Regions from separate parts of the Xenopus tropicalis genome. Here region 2 is linked to region 1. A link is a contact called in public Hi-C data. All regions are on one chromosome and are shown on one strand. Each heading gives the region's core, a stretch centred on a gene start, on an enhancer-like site or on the middle of the called end of the contact. The rest is flanking DNA. Distances are from core to core; before and after follow the strand shown.

Region 1 (6,347 bases), core at 1,966-4,465:
CGCATGTTCATTTAGGGTCGCTGAGTTTGTTGAGACAAAATTGTCACTTGCTAAAGTCCTCAGAAGAGCACGTCAAGCAGTGCATAACTATAGAGGAAGCAGACCCCATTGCGGGAGGACTGGGGTCTGTGGCTGGTTCCGCTATAGCCCACTCTACTACCGTAAAATTTGCACACCTACTACAATGGACCTGGCTCCCTGTCATTACGCCGCTGAATTGGCACCTTTTCATCAATTCATATTTTGGTTTTAGTTCTTCTTTAATACATTTCTTCATATTTAATGTCAGCAAAATAATTGTGGGGCGATAACTGCACTAAAAAAAGAAAGAAAATCTAATTAAGCTTAGTTTAGCCTTTAAATGATAAAATTCCAGAGATCGAGGGTTATGTATTGGTTGCTTTGTATACTTATACAGTATCTGTATTGAATATGCGTATAATATACTACCATGTGGTTTTAGACACACAATGTTACATTCTACCTTCTTTTTGTATATTGAATCAAATCTCTCTGTATAATCTGTTATAAATTTTTAATCGTTCCAAAGATAAGAGATGTTAGCTCCAGCCTGACACCACTCATCCCCGCACTTGTGCTCTTTTGGCTACTGCTGGCTGGTAGCATTGGATCTTAGCATCAGTTTTTAGCAGTGCAAATCAAACAACATATTGTTGAATGTAACTGTTATAGAATGCAAAAAACTGGAATAGATCTAGACACTACTGTAAGGGGCAGACTTATCGAAATGTGAGTTTAGAGCTTAATACATAAAAACTCATGTTCTGTTCATTCCTATGGGATTTTTAAAAGTGTATTTATCAGTGATTAAAAGTCAGAACGCACCATTTGATAATGAATAGAACATAACCTAACTTTATATTACCAATGTAAAGGTAGTGAGTTGCATCAATAACTGCTACCAACTTGTGCAAGGCAAATTCAGATGCTGATGGCCTTATTAGAATCCTGGAAATCATGCCATTCCCACAACGTAAATATTTTTTAGCAACATTCATGCAATTTGCAAAACACCCATGCTAATGAGAATATGTATTGTTGCATTAAACAGACATTTTAGCGTATGCATATTAGTGTGCACCTACGTTGACACTGGAATTCTGGGTAAAACATAGAACTGTGGGTAAAACATGTCACTTTGCATCCAAAGATGACATTTTGCACCATGCACTGACTTCGTAAATGTCCCTAATATCTCTTCTTTAGAACTTGACAGAATTTAAAATAGATTAGACTTAGTGACCAACCCAGATAATGACAAATAAATTTAAAATGTAATTTCATGATAGTTTCTGTTTAAAGAAGGGGTTAGAGGTGCAGAGCTTGCATTCAAACATTGTAAACATCCAAGAGCAACAGAAATCTGCAATGACTTATTGTTTTATTTTGCATTGTAATAAACACACTTGTATCAACTGTTATACCTTAAGAATGCTATTTTTATAAATAATACATTATTTTTGTAAAGCTGTGTGTTTGGGTATTTTCTTTGTTACATCTGTTCAATAACAACAAATTTTTCATCTCTGTTTCTTACTATGACAATCAATCCAACTTAATCATCTAATATATTAAGGCTGATGCCACAACAGTCTTGAACGGTTACCATGTGTAAAATAATAGACTTGTGGTAGAATTGGCCTCATTGGAACAATTACAGCAAAAAATAAGTGATTTATAGTAATTAAAATATAATGTACTGTTCTGCTCTGGTAAACATTGTGTGTTTGCTTTAGAAACCCTACTATAGTTTATATAAACAAAACTGCTGTGTAGCCATGGGGGTAGCTTTTCAAACTGGAATAGGGCCAAATGGCACAGGTTACGTGGCAAATACAGACTCTGTAACACCATTGTATTGTACACAGCTTATCTGCTCTTTGGTGCCTGTATATAAATACACCCCACCTGTAAGGGGGTGCATTATATTGTTCTGTAATTTACAATTCCTGTGTAGTACAGTAGGTGGCAGCAGTTCCTAATCTTGGGCCTTTCTAGGGTTTTCCCCAGGAAACATAGGAAGAAGGAGACTAAAAGCCCTAGAGCCTATATAAGGTTTATTGCACAGAGAAAGCATGTCTTTGGCCATGATAGCTACTCCAGGGCAGTCAGTGACAGAATAGAGGGAAGTGGTGAAACCAGGGCATCATTATGCCTGTAGGCATAATGGCAAAGCTGTCAACTCCACCTGTATTTTCAGGAAATACCCCTTTATTGCCCTTGCCTCTGGTCTCTTATCACCCTACTGCATTTTCCTGATTTTTTTTTTAAGTTTTGGGGCATGAATGCACTGTAGGGGAGTATAAGTGCATGTACGGGTAGCTTTCAGCGTCTTCAGGAGAGCATTAGTGCGTGCACATGATGTCACATCTGGTTAGTCACGAAAATTTTAGCAGGGTCTCCCGAATTTCAATTAACTGAGGTAGATAGCTCTGTAGTGGTTAGCCAAGGAAATGAGTGGGTGGGATTTGGGGCAGGGGCTTGCCTTGGGTGCCCACAAACGTGGCAATGGGAACTGCTTAAATTGCAAGAACACAGTTTAGTTTATTGCACAATTAACAACATGCAACATAAAGGACTAATACAGGTATGGGACCTGTTATCTAGAATGCTTGGGACCTGGGGTTTTCTGGATAAGGGATCTTTCCGTAATTTGGATCTCCATAGCTTGTCTGCTAAAAATCATTTAAATATTGAATAAACCCAATAGGATTGTTCTGCCCCCAATAAGGATTAATTATATCTTAGTTGGTATCAAGTACAAGGTACTGTTTTATTATTATAGAGAAAAATTAAATACATTTTAAAAATTAGAATTATTTGCTTATAATGGGAGTCTATGGGAGATGGCCTTTCCATAATTTGGAGCTTTCTGGATAAGCGATCCCATACCTGTACAACAAACATGATCATGAGCACACATGTGAGGATCAAAAGCAAATACAGAACAGCTTGTGTTCTGGCTACTTCATACGATATCTGTTCACTCCAGCCTTTATAGATTACATTTTTGGCTAACTAACTATATTAAAAAAATCTTTTTATTTTGCACAGCCTATGTATTTACCCAGTTTCATTTTTACACCGAACTGTTCCTTTAGCTTAGAGTTAGAGTGGGTGTGGCTCTGCTGTGACCTGAAGAAACATTGAACATAATGCTCTGATTGGCTTACAGATTAACACTTCAGTTATACTTTGATTGGATTTGTGGTAAGTCAATCACTTATCCATACTCTGATTGGCTGGTGGTGCAGGAGACAGCTCTGGATTGAATTTGTAGAAGTTGCTGAAGATGTGGGGAAAGCATATTTGTGAGAATAATGGAAGTGTGGTAAGGCTGTTGTAGGACAGGGATGGCTGCCACTTGCTTAGAGAACAGTCATTTCCCAAGTTTCTCACTCTGTAGTGTCACATGATCCTTGTGGGCGTGTAATGCTCGCTGGGAGCTGAATCCTTAGCAGAAGCTAAGGGGGGTGGGGGCAGTCAGTGCCTTTGTGTGCAGTAGAGCTGTACATGTACCCTACACTGGATGTGTAATTAGGGCACCCAGAGGCTGACCCCCATAGCCCCTCCCCTCTCTCAGGATTGCCCATGTGCATCCACATACTAAAGCACTGGGAAACATGGAAGTTTTCTGCGCGTCCTGTCCCCAGTGCTTCATATGTGAGCAAAGTTTAGATACGGCTGGGCTAAATTTGTGCTGCCCTAGGCCTGGGCCTTTGTGCCCCCCCCCCCCCCACCCTCGTGCTGCACCTCCCGGCTCTGACCGCGCCACTATATTTAAAGGAGAAGGGCCGGGGAGGGGGGACTATGGTACAGCAGATCCCATGGTCTGGGCCCCCCTGTGTCCGTGGAGTCTGCTGTATACTTAGTTACGCCACTGTATGAGTATGTGTGTACAATATGTGTGGCAGGGTATAGTTGTGTATCTGTGTACATGGTATATGTTGAGTATAAAATGCAAACATAGTCCACAGTGTTGCACAATACATGGGTGTATGCATTGAACATACAGATTCCATACAATGATATGACCTAGACAAGAGGTAATGTGTGCCCTGCCCTAAAGAACTTACATGGACAAATGATTTCTCTTAAGCAGATATTTAGTGTTTTCATCTCTGTGTATTATCAACTGCTGTTTGGAAATTTACTTGCATTTTTGAATAATAATAAATTTTTACATACCATTTCACTATCTTCTGATCTGTAGCAGAGCTTAAACTGAATTAGCCTTCCCAAACAAATTATCATCCGCCCGTGGTGCCCACATGTCATAGCTCCACCTGCTTTGATCCACCTGCTGACATCCCAGATCCACCCTTTACTCCTGGAGTGCCCTCCCCAGCTGGTAAGTTTTATTTTAAAAAGTGCCAACTCTACCCACATTATGGACTCAAAAATGGTAGTGGGGTTTGGGCAGTTTGATGGGAGTTTCAGTGCATTGTTGGGGTGTGGTCTAATTTGTTTCTTTCAAATACTGGGTGGAACATGAGGTATACATACCCTGCACTACTCACTTGAGACTTATCTCGTGGTGCACCCAGCATGGTACTAGGTCCCCCTCGGTGGACTAAAGCTGCCTTTGCTCACTGCCTTGACTGTTTCTCACCCATATGGTTAGCTATAACATTAACTACCTCCTACTCTAGTTAAGCTTCTCCATCTCATGTCTGGCTTGTTCTGATGGCTATAGTTATTACCCTCTCACAACTTTTCTGGGGATGCAAGTACTTTTTTCTCTTTCCTACTTGCATAAATGAAAATATTTTCATAACAGACTCCTTACTGTATTATTAAGTATTATGATAAAGGGGTAGTCGCTGGTAGAAAGACAAACGTTCAGTTTTCTGAACTCACGTGAAGTTGTCTGCAGGAAGAAACTTTTCACAACTTCAAGAAGCCACAGCAACGTGTATGCCCTTCCGCCGGCGACTTCTGTTGCTGCAGGTAGAAAGGCATTTTGGAGCAGTTAGTCGCCTACGATAGCAGAGATCTATCACGTGCAACTAATTCAATCCGTGGACCATCTACCTAAGACATCCTCGAGGGGCCATAAAAGTGATAGCAGACAAGGGATTGAGAAGAGCTGACCATGTTAGTTCTAAAATGTATGTATATAACAGAAATGGGTCTGTCTCAAATTCCTTTAAACACACACCTCTGCCCATGAGTATGAATTGCTACAATGATATGGACACGCCTTTTGCATTCAGAAAGTGGAAGTGAAATTGTTAAAGCTTTCTATTTTATGTTTGAGGTCTGCGAAACTGATTCAGTAAGAACCTTCCTAATTGCAAGAGCATCTCAGCACTGCCATGCCGAATTGTACACCACCTCGGAGAGAGTGTGCCTTCTGTCATCTGAGGGAGCAGAATGAGGAGACTGGCCGCTTGTTAAAAACCCGTGATAATCATGTAACAGCCCATTTTAACTGTATGGTGAGTTGCCAGTGTGGTGAGGGCAAAAATTATTCATAGTTATATCTGTTATGTTACCTCTTGTTTAATATGTGAGTTGTTCCTAATTTCCCAAGCTTGTGTTTACTAGCATTGTACCGAACTACTCTTGTAATAGGATTGGATTAGAGATAGTAATAAACTGTTTTTGCTGATGGTATTATAAACTTTAATATGAAAACTATAAGGCACTGTTGATGTAGCTATAGTACATTTGTACTTAACCTTTTGGTCCTGTGATAAGAAACAGGGCTCTGAATGCACCAAATAATCTTCACATACACAAGGAAAGTGACATCAGTAATTCTAGCACAGAAACGATAGTGGTGTCAGAACCACCCTTCCAAACACTGCGGTAAACAAACATAATACAATTGACATTATAACATAGGTACATGATTTGTTGGGAAAAAAGGAACGCTCAGTGAACCCCACAACCTCACTTTGTGACTAAAGAACAATAGAATGTCTTATTTCTAGCAACTTTGCAGTTCGTCTTTGTAGGGAAAAATCAGTGATTCACTGATTAAGAGTAGAACAACATCTTAAAGATGGCACCAAATGGCACCACAAATTACTTGATTTTACCATATATTGTGTGCAGGCTTGCATATCTATCCTGTTCTGATAATCATATATAAAGCTGTTCCTGGGGGGTTGGCCAGGTGACTTCTGCCTGGGCATGAAAGTGCCTGGTTATGTTGGCATTGGCATTGCTTAGTGCCTGGTTATGTTGCCTGAGCCACTGTGTGGGGGGGTCCCTCAGTTTTTGTGCTAAGTATCCATAAATTACTCATTCTTGTTTTACCTATATGTGTTTGTTGTCAGATTAATCATTTCACAGAACCAACCAGAACTCTTCTCAAT
Region 2 (6,347 bases), core at 1,617-4,116, 160 kb after region 1:
GCCTTTGCGCATACAGTAGGGGGCCCTTTGCGCATACAGTAGGGGGCCCTTTGCGCATACAGTAGGGGGGCCCTTTGCGCATACAGTAGGGGGGCCTTTTGCGCATACAGTAGGGGGCCTTTGGCACATACAGTAGGGGGCCCTTTGCGCATACAGTAGGGGGCCTTTGCGCATACAGTAGGGGGCCTTTGCGCATACAGTAGGGGGCCCTTTGCGCATACAGTAGGGGGGCCCTTTGCGCATACAGTAGGGGGGCCTTTGGCCATACAGTAGGGGGCCCTTGCGCATACAGTAGGGGGGCCTTTGCGCATACAGTAGGGGGGCCCTTTGCGCATACAGTAGGGGGGCCTTTGGCACATACAGTAGGGGGCCCTTTGGCACATACAGTAGGGGGCCCTTTGCGCATACAGTAGGGGGGCCTTTGCGCATACAGTAGGGGGCCCTTTGGCACATACAGTAGGGGGCCCCTTTGCGCACATACAGTAGGGGGCCTTTGCGTAGGGGCCCTTTGCGCATACAGTAGGGGCCCTTTGCGCATACAGTAGGGGCCTTTTGCGCATACAGTAGGGGGCCTTTGCGCATACAGTAGGGGGCCTTTGCGCATACAGTAGGGGGCCTTTGCCGCATACAGTAGGGGCGCATACAGTAGGGGGCCTTTGCGCATACAGTAGGGGGCGCGCATACAGTAGGGGCCTTTGCGCATACAGTAGGGGGGCCCTTTGCGCATACAGTAGGGGCATACAGTAGGGGGGCCTTTGCGCATACAGTAGGGGGCCTTTGCGCATACAGTAGGGGGCCCTTTGGCACATACAGTAGGGGGCCTTTATACAGTAGGGGCCCTTTGCGCATACAGTAGGGGCCTTTGCGCATACAGTAGGGGGGCCCCCTTTGCGCATACAGTAGGGGGCAGTAGGGGGCCCTTTGCGCATACAGTAGGGGCCCTTTGCGCATACAGTAGGGGGGCCCTTGCGCATACAGTAGGGGGGCCCTTTGCGCATACAGTAGGGGGCCTTTTGCATACAGTAGGGGCCTTTGGCCATACAGTAGGGGGCCCTTTGCGCATACAGTAGGGGGGCCCTTTGCGCATACATAGGGGCAGTAGGGGGCCTTTGCGCATACAGTAGGGGGGCCTTTGCGCATACAGTAGGGGGCGCATACAGTAGGGGGGCCTTTGCGCATACAGTAGGGGGCCCTTTGGCACATACAGTAGTTTGCGCATACAGTAGGGGGGCCTTTGGTAGGCACATACAGTAGGGGCCCTTTGCGCATACAGTAGGGGGGCCTTTGCGCATACAGTAGGGGCCTTTGCGCATACAGTAGGGGGCGCATACAGTAGGGGGGCCTTTGCGCATACAGTAGGGGGGCAGTGCGCATACAGTAGGGGGCGCATACAGTAGGGGCATACAGTAGGGACATCAGTAGGGGCATACAGTAGGGGGCCCTTTGCGCATACAGTAGGGGGGCGCGCATACAGTAGGGGGGCCCTTTGCGCATACAGTAGGGGCCCTTTGCGCATACAGTAGGGGCGCATACAGTAGGGGGCCTTTGCGCATACAGTAGGGGGCCCTTTGCGCATACAGTAGGGGGCCCTTTGCGCATACAGTAGGGGCCCTTTTACAGTAGCCTTTGCGCATACAGTAGGGGGGGCCTTTTGCGCATACAGTAGGGGGCCCTTTGCGCATACAGTAGGGGGGCACTTTTGCGCATACAGTAGGGGGGCCTTTGGCACATACAGTAGGGGGCCCTTTGCGCATACAGTAGGGGGCCCTTTGCGCATACAGTAGGGGCCCTTTGCGCATACAGTAGGGGCCTTTGCACATACAGTAGGGGCCCTTTGCGCATACAGTAGGGGGCCACAATACAGTAGGGGGCCCTTTGCGCATACAGTAGGGGGCCCTTTGCGCATACAGTAGGGGGCGCATACAGTAGGGGGCATACAGTAGGGGGGCACATACAGTAGGGGCCCTTGCGCATACAGTAGGGGGGTAGGGGGCCCTTTGCACATACAGTAGGGGGGCCCTTTACAGTAGGGGGCCCTTTGCGCATACAGTAGGGGGCCCTTTGCGCATACAGTAGGGGGGCCCTTTGCGCATACAGTAGGGGGGCCCTTTGCACATACAGTAGGGGCCTTTGCACATACAGTATGGGGGGCCCTTTGCACATACAGTAGGGGGGCCCTTTGCGCATACAGTAGGGGCCCTTTTCGCATACAGTAGGGGGCCCTTTGGCACATACAGTAGGGGGGCCCTTTGCGCATACAGTAGGGGTTTTTTTCGCAAACAGTAGGGGGGCCCTTTGCGCATACAGTAGGGGGGCCCTTTGCGCATACAGTAGGGGGGGTTCGCATACAGTGGGTGGGTGGGTGCAGGGGGCTGTGCTGTTGCTGCTGGGAATTACAATGGGGCAAACTATAGCGCAATACACATGGCATATCGCTATTAAAGGGCTAAACGTGGGGAAAAGCTGCCAGGCAGTGCCCTCTCACCTGTGTCGCTGCGACTGATAGAGGGACACAAGCTTTATACTCACAAGGGTGAAATGCACAATGGCATCATAGAAGAGCCAGACAAGCACCCATCTGTCAGTGGCCGAACTCTTCCCGCCCAGGCGCCGAGCAAGGGCCCAGCCGAGCAGCAGCTGAGCGGCACAGGCAGCCAAGGAGCACACCGTCACGGAGCTGATTAAGGCTGGGGGCTGCGCTGACTCTGCCATGGCTCCGCTCTGAGGAATCGCACATCTAGTACTGGCTTCCAACCCGGGGAGAGTCAGGGCCGGGGTACAGACCGCAGAGCTGACTGGCTGATCGGAGGATCGGCTCATGTGGAACCCGCCCCCTCACCATGGCAACATCGGCTGCCAGCTTCTATCTCATTCCCGTGTTACAAAGTGCAAGTTTCTGTAGGTTACTGATAAATACTGATAGAAACTGATAGATACTGACACATACATATAGATACTGATAGAAACTGATAAATACTGATGCATACATATAGATACTGATAGAAACTGATAAATACTGATGCATACATATAGATACTGATAGAAACTGATAAATACTGATGCATACATATAGATACTGATAGAAACTGATGCATACATGTAGATACTGATAGAAACTGATGCATACATATAGATACTGATAGAAACTGATAAATACTGATGCATACATGTAGATACTGATACATACTCCCACAGCTGGCCCCTTCTGACTATAACCCCTGTAGCCTCATTGTCCCATTTACCTGCGTCTATTCACATCTCACTGTAACACAGTATTGCTCACACAACTGACACTTGTTGGAGAGATTATATAGTGTATAATGTACCCAATCTTGTAAACCATAAGCATATTATAAGTCACAGCGGGGTTTTGTAACCATATAAAGGTACCAAGACAAAGGCTGAGTGCTTTTATACAGGTCATGGAATTCTGAGGTGACATTTTATCTTCACAATTTTTAACATGGGTCATAATTTATTATGATACACAATTTACAGTGAGTCTGACAGACATGACTGAGTGCCAATGACATCACTAATTATTGTTTATAACAGTGATCTCCAAGGAGTGGCTCAGGGGCAACATGTCGCTCACCACTCCCAGTTGCCTCAAAGTAGGTGCCCATTTTGTTTTTTTTTAAATTTTTGGCTTGGAGACAAGTTTTGGAAGCATAAAAACACAGTTTTACTCCAAGCAGAGCCTTCTGTAGGCCAGCAGTCCATGTGGAGATGCCAAATAACCAATCACAACCCTTATTTGCCTGCTAGGTGCATCACTGGGCTCAATCACAGGACAAAGGCTGTAGTTAGCCATAGTGCCAAAAATATTGTCATTTGTTTCTTTAAAGGTAAATAAAAAAAATCAAATGATAGTTGGTTAGATATATGCACAATTTGGTCACCAACCTGGATGAACAAAGTCCACCAATCCATTACATCAGCCTGCAGTCAGGTGGGAGCCTGGGTTAAGTGCATACTGGTGTCTATAATGTATGAAAATCTGTGTGTGGCCATCTTAGTGACCCGGCACATCTCCATCTCAGGCTGTGGCATTGTTTGTGGCTTCCCAGTATCAGGCCTCAGGCAGGTAGCTGAAGTAAATGCTTTTATTTCTGTGCTTCCCACCGTCTTTTGTCTATTGAAAGTGAGCCTTAGATTGCTTGGTAGAACACGGATGTGAATAATTCAAATACTATATGGAGGCCTCCGGGAAGGCTTGAGATAGCAGTGCTAATCATGGTTGGCTTCAGAGCTTTAGCTCTCCATATAGCACTGCAATGCCATGCCTGCTGGAGGGCTCCATTTAGTATTTGTATGATTATTATATTAATATAATCTGATCTGATCTGTGTACAAGTGCTATGTTGTATAACTGGCCCACAATGAAGTAAAGGTTGAAGCCAAAGGCAGTATGATACTAATAGTGCACAAGTACCCAACATTCCCATTAGCAATGATGTGAGTCAGTGCCGTACACACACACAAATAAAAATATAGTATTTGATAGCAGCTTTTTATTGGTTACAAAACCTAAGCCCATATACAAAATTAGGAACACATTTTGATGCCTCTTCTGAAAGAACATTTTAGTCTATTTAAACAGTTATTATAAAAGAAAATGCATTTTCAAACACTGTTTTGAAAACTTAAAAGTGCAGCAATAATCTTTGTTTTTTCCATTTTTTCTATTTTTGTAACTTTTCAATGACGCAATCCCTGTCAAAACTTGATATGGTCACAGGCCCAGAAAAGCGAACCAAAACCCTTGGTTAGCGCTTTAAAGTAGTCATATACCCTTTAAAGGCTTTAGCACACACTCCAACCTGCCAATGAAGTTTCCTTGCCAAAGAATTCCTTCCGGGTACAACTGTTGCAGCATCATGGCGGAACTGCCATTTCCCAGGCTCCCTGCAAGCACCGACAACACTGAACAAGTTGACACTATTTGTAAAATTTAGAGGTTGAATGGTTAGAAAGAAAAAAAAAAAAAAAAATACTGCACGTGTAACAGTGTCACCGAGGCTTCGTTTTGCGATGTGACCATATCAAGTTCTGACTTTAAAGGTAACTTTTAAGTTAAACACCACACATTTAGACTCGAGGGTGCGAATGGGATGCACTTAAACGATATGAAGTTTCAACTCTAAACTCTGGGATAGGGGAAAGAAAAAAAGGCACAATGAACTTCAACTCAATTTTTATGTGCACAAGAGTTGAATCAGTTTTGAGCCACCTTAAAGAGAAATTGATTCTAAAATTTATAAAACCTATAAATAATCAGAGGCCAAACTGCTCTATTAAAACAGATTCTTTAGCAAGTAAAAATCTTGCAGTTTAAACATACGCTTGTATCATTGTGGCGATACAAGACCAACCCCCCCCTCTTTAAAGTGGCTCCACCTTGGCAGATATATATTGTAATGAAAGCACATCTGCTGTGTTGTTCTTCAGTAACAGGACTGACGGACAGGGAAGCTGACCCACAAAACTCAGATGGCGCCTGTTCTCCATAATACAGTAAACATTAACCAATTCAGATAAGTAGTTTGAATTCCTCTATCCCTTCACATCACTTCACTGGGAATTGTCAAACGCAAATACATTGCGTTTTTAGTGTCTGAGTCTCAATGACATGTTCCTAGTCACTCAGGCAACTGTAGCTTCGACCACAAAAAAAAAAAAAAAAACTCTAAAAGTCAAGAGTTTGTGAAAGTAAAAAGCAATTATAGTTGTAATATTTCACAATCTTAGCAGGTTCTAACTGTTATGGCGGCCAGGCCAGGATTAAGCAAGCAGATAATCCCGGCCTCTTTTCGCCTGCCATTTGTGGGCATTATTAAAGGGAACTTATTAAAGGGAACTATACAGCAGGAAAGTGAGACAATATTGCGCTACCGACCCACTTCTAGTTCTGTCCTCTTACACACATACATGAGCCGTACTGTTTTCACCAATCGGAGGCTAATTTCTGTGCTAAACATCCTGCATTATTCTGAACAAAGCTTTAAGAGGTCTCTAAATATTTCTATTGTTGCCAACCATGATTTGAAAAAGCTCTGGTTACGAAGTAGAAATTGTTTAAGACTACATTACAGTAAACATGAAAGCTCCACAGTTTGAACCCAAAAAAATGAACGCCTTTAGCCGCCTAAATGAAATAGAATACCAAGTCAACTAAAAGATGAAAGCAAGGTTCCATCCCCCCCACATTTTACATTTGTTCTAGTCAAAATCTCAGTATAGTTTTAGTTGTAAGGGACTCTTGCTTTCAGCTTCAGATACAGACATATTCTAGAAGCTCAGAGGCAACTCCATGCACAGTTTTGGTTACTTCAAAACAGCAGGAT

Evidence for each region. Hi-C and Micro-C count contacts between places; a contact is called where the count stands out from the background.
Region 2: a Hi-C map of neurula embryo shows a contact between it and region 1, with 5 times the contacts expected there. The contact joins the promoter of ebpl here to the promoter of LOC100492496 in region 1. A contact is called at or near these places in 4 of 5 Hi-C or Micro-C datasets (brain, gastrula embryo, neurula embryo and 1 more).

Annotation. Positions count from the first base shown.
Region 1 is chr2:149,202,862-149,209,208 of UCB_Xtro_10.0, forward strand. LOC100492496 (PHD finger protein 6) reads left to right here and starts at 3,216. Exons shown (of 6, transcript XM_012957871.3): 1 at 3,216-3,352; 2 at 4,235-4,372; 3 at 5,282-5,462. The coding sequence starts at 5,340. setdb2 (SET domain bifurcated 2) reads left to right here. Exons shown (of 13, transcript NM_001102724.2): 13 at 1-1,488.
Region 2 is chr2:149,362,933-149,369,279 of UCB_Xtro_10.0, forward strand. ebpl (emopamil-binding protein-like) reads right to left here and starts at 2,867. Exons shown (of 4, transcript XM_002935736.5): 1 at 2,530-2,867. The coding sequence starts at 2,820.